2 separate regions of the Sus scrofa genome follow, and region 1 is linked to region 2. A link is a contact called in public Hi-C data. All regions are on one chromosome and are shown on one strand. The core of a region is the stretch at or near the end of the contact, and the rest is flanking DNA. Distances in the headings are between cores, read along the strand shown.

Region 1 (4,326 bases), core at 1,090-3,589, 100 kb before region 2:
GTTTGTACCTCTTACTCTCCCACCCCCAGACTGCCCCTTCCCCCTCCCCACTGGTAACCACTAGTTTATTCTCTGTAACTGTGCCTGCTTCTTTTTTGTTATATTCCTTATTTTCTTTCATTTTTTAGGTATGTGATATCATACAGTATTTGTCTTTCTCTGATTTATTTCACTTAGCATTATGCTTTCTGAGTCCACCCATGTTGCCGCAAATAACAAAACTTCCTTCTTTTTTTATGGCTGAGTCATATTCCGTTGTATATATATGTACCACAGTTTCTTTATCCATCCAGAAACAATACTATTTTAGACGGAATGAGTAAAATAAAGATATACAGTTGTTTAATTTTTTAGGGCTGCACCTGCAACACATGGAAGTTCTTAGGCTAGGGGTTGAATTGGAGCTGCAGCTGCTGGCCTACACCACAGCCACAGCGACACCAGATACAAGCCACATCTGTGACCTACACTGAAGCTTGCAGCGACACTAGATCCTTAACCCACTGAGCAAGGCCAGGGATCGACCCAGGATCCTCATGGTTACTAGCTGGGTTCTTAACTCCAAAGATGTATTACTAAACCTAATTGCAACTGGAGTTCTCCTGTGGTGTGGCAGGTTAGGGATCTGGCATTGTCACTGCAGAAGCCTGGGTTCGCTGCCGTGGTGCAGGTTTGATCCCTGGGCTGAAAACTTCCACATGCCATGGGCGTGGCCAAAAAACCAAACAAACAATTACACCTATTTTCTTTTTATTTGTTTTGATGTGGCTGCTAGAAAAATCTAAAATGACATATGTGATTCACAACATATTTCCATTAGACAGAACTATTTTGGTTTATAATTCCAACACAAGTACAAAGGCAACGGGGCTACCCACCACCGCCTCCGGGGGCCTTTTCCCACTACCGTCACATGTGGGGTTTCTCAACCCTGAACACCTGTGGAGACAGCTGTCTATGCCACGTCTCTGGCACTCAGAGACTACTTAGTGACATCCTGTAGATGGTGAAGACATTATCTTAAAGCCTCAGATAGTTTGCAAGCAAGCTTAAGAAACTTGTAGGCCTCTTAAATTTTTTCTAGATTTTAAAACAAAAATAGGAGTTCCCATTGTGGTGCAGCAGAAACGAATTCGACTAGGAACCATGAGGTTGCAGGTTTGATCCCTGGCCTTGCTCAATGGGTTGGGGATCCGGGGTTGCTGTGAGCTGTGATGCAGGTCGAAGACGCGGCTCGGATCCCACATGGTTGTGGCTGTGGTGTAGGCCGGCAGCTATAGCTCCTATTCAACCCCTAGCCTGGGACCCTCCATATGCCTTAGGTGTGGCTCTAAAAAGACAGACAGACAGACAGACAGACAGACAGACAGGAAGGAAGGAAGGAAGGAAGGAAGGAAGGAAGGAAGGAAGGAAGGAAGAAAGAAAGAAAATTAGACAAGCCAACAATAATCGAATGTATACCTACAGATGCATAAAAGCAGACAAGTCTCTGTTCCTCTCTAGTGCTGAGCACGAGGCTATGTACAGTAATATAAATATTGGACCCTTGCCCAGCTCTTCCAAAGGTTTAAGCACACTATGCCATTTGATCTCATTTCATCCTTACAGCAAGCCCATGATACAGATGGATCAAGTATTTTCAACCCACTTTTGCATATGGGGGGACACAGGACAGCAGAAGAGTCAGAACCTGAGGCCAAGTCTAATTCCTGCTTGACCACCCCCTCCTCTGTATCAAGTGACCTCTCCTAACAGGTGCCTACTAAGTGTCTGCAGGATGAAACCAAGGACTGCCTCAAGCAAATGCCAAATCTAAGTAACCATGAGAAAAAAGTCCTTGACTTTCCAGTTCCCGAGAAATACATACAAAATCTGATAGAGGATGCCATGTAAAACCCTTGTACAGGAGTTCCCATCGTGGCTCAGCAGGAACGAACCCAACTAGTATCCATGAGGATGCTGGTTTGATCCCTGGCCTTGCTCAGTGGGTTAAGGATCCGGCGTTGCCGTGAGCTGTGGTGTAGGTTGTAGACTTGGCTCGGATCTGGCTGTGGCGTTGGCATAGGTCGGCAGCTGCAGCTCCGATTGGACCCTTAGCCTGGAAACTTCCACATGCCATGGGTGGGGCCCTAAAAAGACCAAAAAAAGAAAAAAGAAAAAAAAATAAGAAAAAAGAAAACAGAAGTTTTAAAAAACTGACCTGAGGGTGAATACCAATTTGTACTCACAGAGAGCTGGGCCAGGCAGCCAAGAGCTGGGATTCAACCATAGATCCAGAAGTCAGGGCTCAGTGCTGTCAAGTTTTCTGACTAATGACAAAAATCAATGACCTTGCCCAGGCTCTCTTTGTTTGTTTGTTTTTTTCGCTAAGCTTGAGGTCACTCACCTAGAGGCAGGAATAATTCCAGGTCTAGAGTCTGCTTCATTTATGTCCACGTATGCTTACTGACTCTCAAGATGACTTTAAAAACGTCATCTTTGTTGCTTACCTTGTAAGAACCTGATGTTTTAAAGGGAAATTGAGTGTGGAGGCTCTGATCGCTTTCAGCCTCGTGACTTGGTTTCTCAATAAACTCCAAAAGGTCAAGGCCACGAGTTCCTGAACCACAAAACTATTTCAAGTCTTTGGAGGCACGAAGGGTCTATGTCAGGTCACTCCAGCTAACCATGTGACTTCCCCCAGCCACCAGCCGCCCTCCCGCATGACTCGCCTTTGCTGAGCCATCTAATTGAAGGAAGACGGTGCCTTTGGGCATCAGGCATGGCCCCCTACCCCACAGAGGCCAGGAAAACCAAGGGAACCGGGGCGGGGGTCAGGGGGAACACCTCTGTCTCAACACAACACATAAGAGTCAGAGGAAGCTCAAAATGCCTCCCTTTCCAGCATGCCTGTCACGTTGGTGACCCAGAGAGGCCACGGGAAAAGGAGAGGGAGTTTTAGAAACAAAACCAAGTTTGCTACCCAAATCCCCCTGACAGCCAATCAACAATAGTCAACCAGAGGCAGGACGCTCTCCTGGTGAACAGCAGGATGAGAGCAAGAAGTGATGGATTCCTGCTCTACGGTAGCGGAGAAGACCAAGGAAGCTTCTGGAATTAGAAACACAGTCAAAAACAAAAAAGCAAAAAATAAAAATAAAAAAAGGCCAAGCAAAATCTTTGGTCTAGACAATTAATTAAGGAACCATACTTGAAAGTACCTGGGATGGTCCCTAGGGCTCAGTAGATGCTAATAAAACCTACTAATGTCAAAGGCTCCAGGACATCACAGGCTCAGAATACACTTTACTGTTAATCATGAGGATGGCCCTCCTCGCTGGGAAAGGTCCAGTTATCCTCCATGAACTATTTAATCTGTCAGGAAAATACATGATTGATTTTAGTGATCTCTCATTGAAAATATTTTTTCAGGGAGTTTCCACTGTGGCTCAGTGGTAGTGAACCTGACTAGCATCCATGAGGATGTGGGTTCGATCTCTGGCCCTGCTCCTTGGTTAAGGATCTGGTGTTGCTGTAGCTGTTGTGTAGACTGGCAGCTGCAGCTCCGATTCGACCCTGAGCCTGGGAATTTCCATATGCCATAGGTGCGGCCCTAAAAAGCAAATAAATAAATAAATAAATAAATTTTTTAAAGACGTTCTTACTTTTTAAAACAAAAAATAATTTTTAAACTCCTGAATCTTTAGGTGAAACCTCGCCATCACAGAAGGCAAACCACATGCCTGAGACAAGGAAACCAAAAGGAATAATTTTGATCAGTTGGAAAACTACTATCTCTGCAGCATTAAATTCCTCAGAGGCGCGGGATAAATTAGATACAGAAAACACAATACAATCCCATCTCCCAAGTCATCTCTATGCTCCACTGAACCCCTGCTCTCTGTTGAGGATTCCTAGAAGCAGTGATAAGCACCCTGGGTACAGCATGGGTGGAGATCTGGCTGCCAGACTTGGCTTTCAATCCTGGCTCATCCGTTACTAGCTTCTCTGTCTCCGTTTCCTCATCTGCAAAATGGAGATAACAGTGTCCCTTCCTTGTAGGGCTGTTGTGAGAATTAAATCCATAAAAGCTTGTCATTCAGTTCCAGCACTGCCTGGCACACACTCATGCTTTAGGAAACAGCCACTATTGGTCTCGTGTAGGAGGGGGTTTGTGCCAAGTTCTTGAGACAGAAAGCTGTTATGACCTGGTTCCTGTCTTTGAAGAATCCATGGCAGAACAGGGCAGGCTGCTGTTGAAATGGCTATTTCACACGTGGAAAGCGTTCTGGAGTTGCCCCATGGTGCTAGGTCAGAGGAGGGCGGAGTGGCCAGTGGAATGGGCAT
Region 2 (4,154 bases), core at 1,620-4,119:
AAGTTATCAGTAAGGAAATAAAGAGAAATGTTCAAGGATTTTCACATTATTTATATAATCACTCTATTGGCTTTAGAGTTTGTGAAATTTAAGGACACCCTATATTTGACATTAAGTTTTACTGTGACAAAAGGAGATGAAATAATTCTAAATTTTTCTACAAAATTGAGACTTAAAAATTGGATCTAGATTTCCTGCTGTGGCGCAGTGGGTTAAGGAGCCACTGTGCCACAACTGCAGCGGCTCGAATTGCTGTGGAGATGAGGGTTCAGTTCCTGGCTTGGTGCAGTGGGTTAAGTATCTGGCATTTCCACAGCTGTGGCTCAGATTCATTCCCTGTGCTGGAAACTTCTATATGCTGTGGATCTGATTGCAAGTTGCTGTGTCTGTGGCATAGGCTGGTAGCTGCAGCTTCCATTCAGCCCCTAGCCCAGGAACTTCCATATGCCACAGGTGGGGCCCTAAAAAAGAAAAAAAAAAGAGAGAATGTTATTTTATATAGTGACATTCATTTTCTTAAAAACAGCTTTGCTACCACTTCTTATTTCATTCATACTCATCTCAAGATTAGTTTTATTATCATAAAGCTGCCTGGATTGAAATGTACGTCTGGTTGTCAGTGGTTTTAAACTTTAGAGGTCTTTAAAAAGTTCATCGTCAATTCCCTAATTAGTTTAAGAAAAGAAATCTGGGAGTTCCCATTGTGGCTCAGTGGGTTAAGAATCCAACTAGTACCCATGAGGATTTGGGTTTGATCCCTGGCCTTGCTCAGTGGGTTAAGGATCTGGTGGGCATAGGTTGCAGATGCAGCTTGGATCCTGCTTTGTGGTGGCTGTGGTGTAGGTTGGCAGCTGCCGCTCCAATTTGACCCCTAGCCTGGGAACTTCCTTCCATTTGCCACAGGTTCGGCCCTAAAAAAAAAGAAAAAGATAAAATTTACTTGACAAAAAAACCCAAATCTGCATCTTCATTGTACTTTAAAAATGCAGGTAAAATCCATATAAAGAGGTTAACAGTACTGCTTCAGACTGTGACCACGTGAAGCTTTTAATTCATTTACTTAATCTGTACTTTTTTTTTTTTTTTTTTTTTTTTTTTTTGCTTTGCCCCCAGAATGTGGAACTTCCTGGCCAGGGATCAAACCTGAGCTACAGCAGTGACCTGAGCCACTGCAGTGACAATTCCAGATCTTTAACCCACTTCACTGCAAGGGAACTCCTCAACCTGTACTATACTTTTTGAGGGATGGCTTCAGGAGTGTTTCAGGTGCCAGGAATTCAGCAGAAAACAAAGGATAATACATCCTGCTGTCAATAAACCCTGCTTTTACATTTTTCTTTTCTGGCTTCACCCTCAGCATAAGGAATTTTCAGGGCCCAGGACTGAATCTGGATCCTTAACCCATTGCACCAGGCCGGGGATTGAACCGGCAATGCCACAGACACAAGTCAGATCATTTACCCACTGTGCCACAGCAGCAACTCCTAGTACATTGTAAGGAGAGGAAAGTGGAATTAGGCAGAACAAATCCATGGATTCTACACTGTATTAGATTTGGTGTCCTAAATGGTAAGGAGAAAAATAAGGCAGGAAAAGGGCACATGGAGAAGGGGATGTATGTAATTGCAATGGGGATTATCAAGGGCAGATGACATTGTGCAAAAAAGAAGAGGGAAAGGGAGAGAGGCTGGATGTCTGGATGGCTATCTGCAGGAAGGATGACTCAGCCAGGGAGGAGGAGATGGAGATGAGCTGGGAGAGGACCTGGGGGACAGATGCTATCCTTCTGAAAGGTTTTTGCTAGGAGATGTAGAGCAATTGGAGAGTCTTGAGCAGAAGCCCAGAAGATGGGAGTGTTTAGACAGGATCATTCAGACTGCTGCTTTGAAATGATGTAGGGACTCAAGGGTGGAAGTGGGGATCCCTGGGCCAGGTGATGGCAGTAATCCAGGAGAAACGTAATGGTGGCAGAGCAGGGTGGCACTCGCTGCAGGGAGAAGTAAAATTCTGAATATATTTCGAAGAAACAAGACCAGAATTTGCCACTGCCTCCAATGAGTGGGGGTAAAAAGAGGGTAAGATGACACTTTTTAGCAAGGAGAAAGGATGTGGTCGCCACTTCCTGGGATGAAGTGGGAGCAAGGAACAGTTTTGGGCATGTCAGATTTGAGTGAGCTGGGTTTGAGACGTCTGTTAGCATCGAAAAAGCAGGCCCAAGCTGGCTTGGTCTCCTTCCCCACTTTCCCTCTCCCCCTGACCTTTTGATGATAGGGGCTGTGACCTGAGCCAAAGCACCAGCATCAGCAGCTCTACTGGCCCAGTCTTGCAACCTGTCAGGGACTTCTGTCTGCTCGTGCACGGGGCACATTTGAGCGATTTGTTTTACCAGAGAAGCCATCGTAGTAATTACTCCAAGGCGAATATCTGCCAGCTGTGGCCTTAGCAGTTGGATGTAGGAGCGTGTAGGTCAAGGAAATGGCTCTCCCTGCAGATACAAATATGGGGATCATTAGCTTGAAGCTGGTGGGTAAAGCCACCAGATTGGCAGAAGAGTGAATTTAGAAAGCAATGTATATAATTCTTAGTTCCCAGGGTGGTGGTGGTTGTGTGAGAATCAAACTAAATAAATACATTAACACCAGGCACACCCACAGCACTTAAAAGGCCTTTGCAATTTTTATTAATAAACCCGTCTGCAGAAACCTGCCTCTGGGCAACATCCAGTCCAGTCTGGAGGGCGCGCATTTTGTGACAACCACGCACCCCAAAAAGAGGTCGAGGAAGAAGCAATGACTGGATGTGTTTGAGATGACTGGCATTTACTGATGGATGATCTTAGCCCAATCCCTTCCTTTTCCGGGTGGGAAGGCGGAGGCTTGCGGAGACCAAGTGCAGCTAACGGGCGGCGGAATGGAAGTTCTACCGCACCCGCTGTGCTCTGGATCTACCCCAGCTCACCCGCCCCAGCCCCGCTCGTCTCCGACGCACATCGGCGTCTTCCGCGTCGAAGTTCTAGGAAGCTCCGGCTTCTATGTGGCCGCGCTGCTGCTGAATGTTTGTAAAGAGGAGGCGGCGAGGTGCCCGGAACTGCCCCAAGCAGGGCTGGGCCTGGCGGGCAGCTGCAGCGGGAAGAGCAGGCGGCGTGGCCGGCGCGGGTTGGCGCGCGGAAGCCGTGCGCCCTGGGGTCCTCAGCCATGCGGGACGCACTTGGACCCGGACGCCCAGTGCTCCCGGCCGCCGGCGACCGGCGGGGTCGGGAAGGGAAGAGGTTGGAGAAGGAGGGCGCTCGCGTATCCGCCGGGCCGGAGCCTGGGGCTGCAGCCCCGGGGCGGGGAGTGGGGCGGGGCTGGGAAAGTTGAGTGTTAGTCGCGGAGGGCTGGGCTCCGCGTGGGAGCGCCTGCGGCCAGGGACCGTAAAAGGCTGGAGCGGGTTGGGTAGGTGTGGCTCTGCCTGCGTGACCCGAGCCCGGGCCTCGATCGCCGTCGTCTCCCGCAGCTGCGGCCTCTCAGCCATGGGCGCCGTCTGGTCTGCCCTGCTGGTCGGAGGGGGTCTGGCCGGAGCGCTTTTCGTTTGGCTGCTGCGGGACACGGGAAAGGAGGGGGACGCGGAGCAGCGGAAGGACGCTCCTTCAGGGGAGGCGGCGGCTCCGGGAGGCGATCAGGGTGGCGGCGGCGGACTGAGCCCTGGACCTTCTAGGCGGGAGCCGGTCACCAAACCAGGTATTCTTCCTCCCTGGTCTTGAGGGCAGATCACCAGGGGGGTTAGAAGTTCCCCGAGGGAAGGAAAACCCCGTCTGGAGTTCCGTGGCGGCCCATACCCGGGGGCTAGCTTCCCTCACCCAGGAGTGGACCCTCCCCGCGGCCCGATTTCCCCCCAGCTGGTGTGCACGCGCCGGGCGGGTTCTCGCCTCCAGCGAGGCGAGGCCCAGGAGATGCCCTGGCGGTTCGTCCAGGGCCGCGCCCCGCTGAGTCGCTGCCCTCAGCTCCAGCCCGCGGGGACCTGCCCCTGCCCCTCCGGCGGGGTTGGGTTCCTCCGCTTGGCGGCGCTTGGTGCAGTGCGGGCGGCTGCGGCGGCGGCGCCCCTTCCGGGCCTTCGGAAAGGAATGCTTCGGGTTAGGGGATCCCGCCACCCTCTCCAGTATCTGACGGAGCAGG

Evidence for each region. A called contact is a pair of places that touch in the nucleus more often than the background predicts.
Region 1: a contact with region 2 is called in a Hi-C map of liver, with 2.3 times the contacts expected there. The contact joins the enhancer-like site here to the promoter of STBD1 in region 2. A contact is called at or near these places in 1 of 5 promoter capture datasets (liver), 10 of 47 Hi-C or Micro-C datasets (embryonic fibroblasts, heart right ventricle, liver and 2 more) and 2 of 2 datasets of contacts at active chromatin or transcription factors (alveolar macrophages and skeletal muscle).

Annotation. Positions count from the first base shown.
Region 1 is chr8:71,878,497-71,882,822 of Sscrofa11.1, forward strand. All of the region lies in intron 2 of SCARB2 (scavenger receptor class B member 2), which reads right to left. Among named protein-coding and RNA genes, the nearest start is that of SCARB2, 30 kb to the right of the region's middle. Within about 2 kb of position 2,340, at least 7 of the 83 cell types and tissues checked have an H3K27ac peak or open chromatin away from gene starts, as enhancers often do. A contact at or near this core is called in alveolar macrophages and liver, where this site is marked.
Region 2 is chr8:71,980,118-71,984,271 of Sscrofa11.1, forward strand. It overlaps STBD1 (starch-binding domain-containing protein 1), which reads left to right and starts at 2,870. Exons shown (of 2, transcript XM_003129093.4): 1 at 2,870-3,719. The coding sequence starts at 3,053.